Regions from separate parts of the Anas platyrhynchos genome. Here region 1 is linked to region 2. Evidence: chromatin contacts called from public Hi-C data. All regions are on one chromosome and are shown on one strand. Each heading gives the region's core, a stretch centred on a gene start, on an enhancer-like site or on the middle of the called end of the contact. The rest is flanking DNA. Distances are from core to core; before and after follow the strand shown. Region 1 holds the start of SDC3 (syndecan 3). Region 2 has its middle 49 kb from the start of LAPTM5.

Region 1 (3,036 bases), core at 20-2,519, 170 kb before region 2:
CCCCAACTCCCCATATTCCCCTTACCTGCCCATTCTCCCCAACCCCCCATACCCCCCCACCCCCAATTTTTCCCCCAAAGCCCCCATTCCCCCCACCCCTCCCATATTCTCCCTAACCCCACATTTCCCCCCCCACCCCTCATATTCCCCCATACCCTCCCATTTTCCCCCCACCCTCCCATTCCCCCCACTGCCAATTTTCCCCCATATTTCCCCATTCCCCCCACCCGTCCCATATTCCCCCTAACCCCCCATTTCCCCCTCACCCCCTATTTTCCCCCTTACCCCCTATATTCCTTCTCCCCTCCCATTCCCCCCTGCCACCCCATAACCCCCCAACCCCAATTTTCCCCCAACCTCCCCATTCCCCCCAACCCTCCCAATCCCCCCACACCCCCCATTTCCCCCAACTCCCCATATTCCCCCTGCCCCCCTATTCCCCCAACCCCTCCCATATTCCCCCTAACCCCTCATTTCCCCCCCACCCCCCAGATTCCCCCAGAATCCCCCATACCCTCCCATTTTCCCTCCACCCTCCCATTCCCCCCTGCCACCCCATAACCCCCCAACCCCAATTTTCCCCCCAAACCCCCATTCTCCCCAACCCTCCCCATCCTCCCCACACCCCCCATTTCCCCCAACTCCCCATATTCCCCCTACCCCTGATATTCCCCCTAACCCCTCATTTCCCCCCCACCCCCCAGATTCCCCCAGAATCCCCCATACCCTCCCATTTCCCCCCCACCCTCCCATTCCCCCCAACTCCCCCATAACCCCCCCAACCCTCCCAATCCCCCCCACACCCCCCATTCCCCCCAACTCCCCATATTTCCCCTGCCCCCCTTATTCCCCCAACCCCTCCCATATTCCCCCTAACCCCTCATTTCCCCCCACCCCCCAGATTCCCCCAGATTCCCCCATACCCTCCCATTTCCCCCCCACCCTCCCATTCCCCCCTGCCACCCCATAACCCCCCCACCCCCAATTTTCCCCCAACCCCCCCATTCCCCCCAACCCTCCCAATCCCCCCCACACCCCATATTCCCCTTACTCCCCCCATATTCCCCCAACCCCCCCATACCCCCCATACCCCCCCCACCCCCAATTTCCCCCATACCCTCCCACACCCCCCCATACCCCATACCCCCCCCCCTTTAGGGGCGTCCCCCTCCCCTCTCAGCGAGGCGGGGCGGGGCGGGGCAGAGCCGTGCGGGCCGGGGGAGGGCCGAGCCGTGCCGAGCCGTGCCGGGGAGGGTCTGGGGCTGGGGCTGGGGCTGGGGCTGTGCCGGGCGGCTCGGCGGCGGCCCCCCCCCCCTCCCCGCTCGCACACCGCCTCCCGCGGGCGGCGGCGGCAACAAAGGCTCCGTCCCCGCCCCGCCGCCGCCGCCGCTGCCCGAAGATGCCCGCGGAGCCGCCGCCGCCGCCGCCCGCCCGGGGCCCGCGGGGCCTCGCGGTGCCGCTGCTGCTGCTGCTGCTGCTGCTGGGGGGGGGAGCCCGCCCCGCCGCGGTGAGTGTGGGGGGGGGCGAGGGGTCTGGGGGGGGGGGGCGTTTAGGGGGGTAAGGGTGAGGGGAAGGGGACCCCGATGTTGGATGTCGGGGGGTGGGCGCGGGTCTTTGGAGGGTGGGGTTCGGGTTTGGTTTGGTTTGGTTTGGTTTTGGGGGGGTGATGGGGAGTTTTGGGGCAGAGCGAAGCTATAAAAATATCTTCAGCCCCCCCCCACCCCCCCCACCCGCTGCAGCCCCCCTGAAGAGCAGCAGCCCCCCACCCCAACCTCTCCCCACACCCCCTACAACCTCCTCCCCTACAGTCCCCCCCCCCCAAAGGATGCTCCCCCCAACCCCAAGGGATGCCCCCCCCCTCAGAGGGTGCCCCCCTAAGCCGTGTTCCTCCCCCCAGCGTGTGTCCTCCCGGCCCCAAGGGATGCTCCTGTCCCCAAGGGATGTGTCCCCCCCCCCCCCCAAGTGATGCTCGCCCCCAGCCGGGTGCAGGCTGAGGTTTTTGGGGTGCAGGCAGCCGAGGGGGGGGCGCAGGGTGCCAGGGTGCGCGGGGGGGGGCTGCAGGTAGATGCCGTTTGAAGGTCATGGGGAAACACGCCTTGAAGCAGCCCCGATGGGCGGCCGGGGGGAAAATCCCACCTGTGCCCCCTCCCCGCTTCTGGAGGGGGAGAGAAACTTGTGGGGTTTGGCCCCGACCCTGCAAAGATCCAGCCCTGCCCCGGTGCTGCCCCCCCTGTGGGGCTGAGACCCCCCGATCCCAACGTTTCCCATCCCCTCTCTGGTTCCCGGCTCCCCATCCAGGAGGATTTTCCAGCCCCGCTCCCAGGAGAGGGATTTGGGCAGGGGGAAGGGGTCAGGGCTGTGGCACTCCCGTCCCCCGTGCAGCCAGGGGAACCCCAATGCCGGAGCCAGCCTCGAGCAGGTTCCCCGTGCCCTGCACTCCCCGTGCCGTGGTTTGGTTATGGGGACACCTGAGGGACCCGGGTGGCTCTTGGGGTGGCGGCTGTAGGGCGATGCTGTGCGTGCCGGGTCCCAGAACGGGGCTTTCCCTGCGCGCGGAGCGATGGTGGCACCGCACGGCTCCTCGGGGTGTGGGAAGCAGGCAGGGAGGGATGCAGGCTGCCTGCCCTGCCTTTCCCTTCCCTCGTGAAAAAGTCCCAGGGCCTGGCTGCTCGGTGCTGGGCACCCTGCTGGATTTAATGCTGGATTTAATGCCACGGAGCCCGCCCTGCTCCCTGGGGGTCCCGGTACCCCCGTTCCCGCTGCAGTGGCTGTGCGGGGCTGTAACGGGGGCGTTTGCGGGGCTGTGGCGGTGGCGTTTGCATCTCCCCGAAGCAGCAGCTGCAACTTCTGCATCTCCCAGGGGGCTGCCGAGGCTGTGCCGGGCACACACCGAGCGAGGGCTGTGATTTCCTCGATCCAGCAGCCCCGAGCGCTGCGTGGCTCCGGGCGCGATGCCGCACGGTCCCGGCGCACCGGGCGTTTATCGCACCCAACATCGCACTGGGGAAGAAGGCGTTCAGCCTCCAACCCGGGGGG
Region 2 (2,700 bases), core at 45-2,544:
TTTTTTTTTTTTCTATTTTCTTTTTTTCAGCAGTTGCAGACCCCAGCTCATTGTCCAGTGGAATAAAGGTCTGTTACGATGAATTTATGCCTTCTGCTCATAGGCTTTTTATCATTGCAGAGCACTCTGTCGCTTTCAACAGCAGAGCTAAATGCAAACCCCACCACCAAGCACAAGCAAATACACGGGCTCCTTTGCAATTCTTTTCCCATAAATGAGGCACAGAAAGGCTGGCTGCAGGTGTGTGCCTGATCGCATGTGCTGGTCTGTCTTTTAGCTGCGCAGATATGTCCCCAGCTCAGCCAGATTTTTCCGATGTCAAGAGGTGTTTAGAAGCTGCATTTCTAGGTCCTTTGCAAATATTTAAGGGGAGAGACATCTCTTGCCCCAAAGAGCTTACATTTGACATGGAAATCAGGAGAGGAAGCATTTTTCCTGAGCTCACAGCATGAGCTTGTACCAGAGTGGACACCAGCCCCTTGTGAGCGCTGCCCCATGCAGTGGGAAAATTATTAATATTTAATATTTGAGAGGTCTGGCTAGGGAGTTCATCCTAACAAAAGGAACATTCCTTTCAACTGCAACCCAGCAGCCTGTGATTGTTTGCAGCCCCCACTTCCACCCCCACTTCTGAGCTAAGATAATACCGCATGTGCCGCTCCAAAGGCTCCCCCATAGCGTCAGCTGTGGCAGTGAACAAGCTAAATAAAGAGTCCATCTCACTCCCAAGCATGGGCAAGATGGACTCCCAAGCCCCGTTAAGATATAAATGATGATCTGGAGTCCATGTACTTGTGTTATTATGGGCTCAGAGTCCCGTTATTCTCCGACACCCCCCAAGCCTGCTGTGCCCTGCAGAAGTTTTGGCTCCCCTCACTCCAGCTTCTCTCCATCTCCCCGTGTTGGGATGCAGAGCCTGGTGCTTGCAGGTGCCCTGTGCATTATTACAGTACTCTGTTTCTTCATAATTAATTAATAACCTGCCCAATAGGAAAAGGTGTCCCTTCCCCAGGGTGCAGAGCTGCTGCTGCTGCTGCTCTAATGAGCTGCTCTGCTTGTCAGTTAATACCTGGCTGGTCGCAGAGGCACTCAAGGCAGTAGCAGCAGCCTAACACCCTCAATTTGGGCTCTCAAAGTTCCCTCCAAATGCAAAATGAACATCAGGGAGCTGTGCCAGCCTGTGTGATAGCTGAATTTGTCCCATGGGCAGTGGTTTCCACAGCAGATGAGCCTCTTGGTGTGTTCATCTCCTTGATACCTTTTAATTTCTTTAGTGCCCCTGCTGAGCTCTCTCCCCAGGACTGCACAGTGCGGGGATGCAGGCACAAGCACAACACTGCCATCTCTCAATAACAACCTTGAACGGCTCTGTCACTGCTTCATCTCTGCCTGCCTGGTGATGTTTCCATGAGCCTTGAGTAGTATTTGAGCTGGAAATCTGACCTCCCTCGCAAGTATTCATAAGCTCTTGCTGAGGTTTGCCAGTGAGGTTTGCTGCATGTACCTGAGATGATCCAATCCATTAAAAAAACCTTTAAAATGTTATAATGGAGATGGAGCAGTTGAAAGATCTCACTGCATTTCTGGAGTGCGTGCGTTGTTATGAGTCACTCCTCTCTCTGAGCATCAGGCTGAACAAAGGCAGAGATTAGAGGAGTAAACAAAAGCCGGAGGAAGGAAAAGCTGCATGGGGAGAGCACGTGTGAAGCTACTCTGCCCATCGCCAACCCTCCTTGCCAGGCAGCTGGGGACTGGGCACCTCTAAGAGGTCTGAATTTTGGCCATGTGAATCCTAATGCTAGGAAGTGATCTGTCTTTGGAGATGAGATTTCAGGGGAAAGGGGGGAGAAAATCCCATACAGGCAGAGAGGATGAGTGTCTTTTGACTTCTTTTTCAAGCTCAGTTTGCAAAGAGCCCCTTGCTTGGGGCTGTGCCTTGCTCCCAGAGCCATGCTGCCACACCAGTGGGGCCTGTGGTATTGAGAGAACTGGAAAGAAAGCTGTTTCTCTTCCTCATCACCAGTTTCTTTGCATCACCAACAGGGGAAAAGAGAGAGGTCAGAAAAAGACAAATTCATCAAGGTGACTTCTCACAAGGAAACTCCAGCAGATGAAGTGGGATAAAGCTAATTGAGTGACTGTTTAAGAAGCTTCTGTTGCCCCTCATGCTTGTAAAGAAATTGCATTAAATTGTTAAAGCGTCTTTGCCACACAAGATGCTATTAAGATGCATTTTGCTCCGCCACCTAATCTGCTGGGGAGGCCCATGAATGACAATGGGCCCTGCAGCTGTGGCCTTGGGGGAACAAAGGTGCTGGTGTCCAAGTGCTGTCAAGCCTTGTTTGAAGGGCCCTGAGATGCCTCCCACTTGGCATTCAAGTGCTCCCTGTGCTATTGATGCTGTCAGGGTTTACGCTTGCCCCTGCAGAACTGTGTGCTGGTGCTTGTACCACAGTGACCCTGTTTGGTTTCCTTTTTAAATAAGGACTTGAAGCACCATGATCCTATGGGCTTAAAGCTGTGCGTGTTCTTGTACGGATGCAGAATTCTCACAGACACGGGGTAGCCACTCAGTCTGGGCTCCAGTAATTGGTCCGTGTTGATTAGCTTAATTAGAAATGCTGCTTCCTGCTTAATGATGGAAATCTCAGGGGTTTGCACCTTGGTACTGTAACAGAAGAGAAACCCCACGTTGACTTC

The links. A called contact is a pair of places that touch in the nucleus more often than the background predicts.
Region 1: a Hi-C map of liver shows a contact between it and region 2, with 2.9 times the contacts expected there. The contact joins the promoter of SDC3 here to the enhancer-like site in region 2. A contact is called at or near these places in 3 of 8 Hi-C or Micro-C datasets (liver, skeletal muscle and subcutaneous adipose tissue).

Annotation. Positions count from the first base shown.
Region 1 is chr24:5,575,678-5,578,713 of IASCAAS_PekinDuck_T2T, reverse strand. It overlaps SDC3 (syndecan 3), which reads left to right and starts at 1,269. Exons shown (of 5, transcript XM_038167345.2): 1 at 1,269-1,507. The coding sequence starts at 1,400.
Region 2 is chr24:5,401,440-5,404,139 of IASCAAS_PekinDuck_T2T, reverse strand. No RefSeq gene overlaps it. Among named protein-coding and RNA genes, the nearest start is that of LAPTM5, 49 kb to the right of the region's middle. Within about 2 kb of position 1,294, at least 1 of the 8 cell types and tissues checked has an H3K27ac peak or open chromatin away from gene starts, as enhancers often do.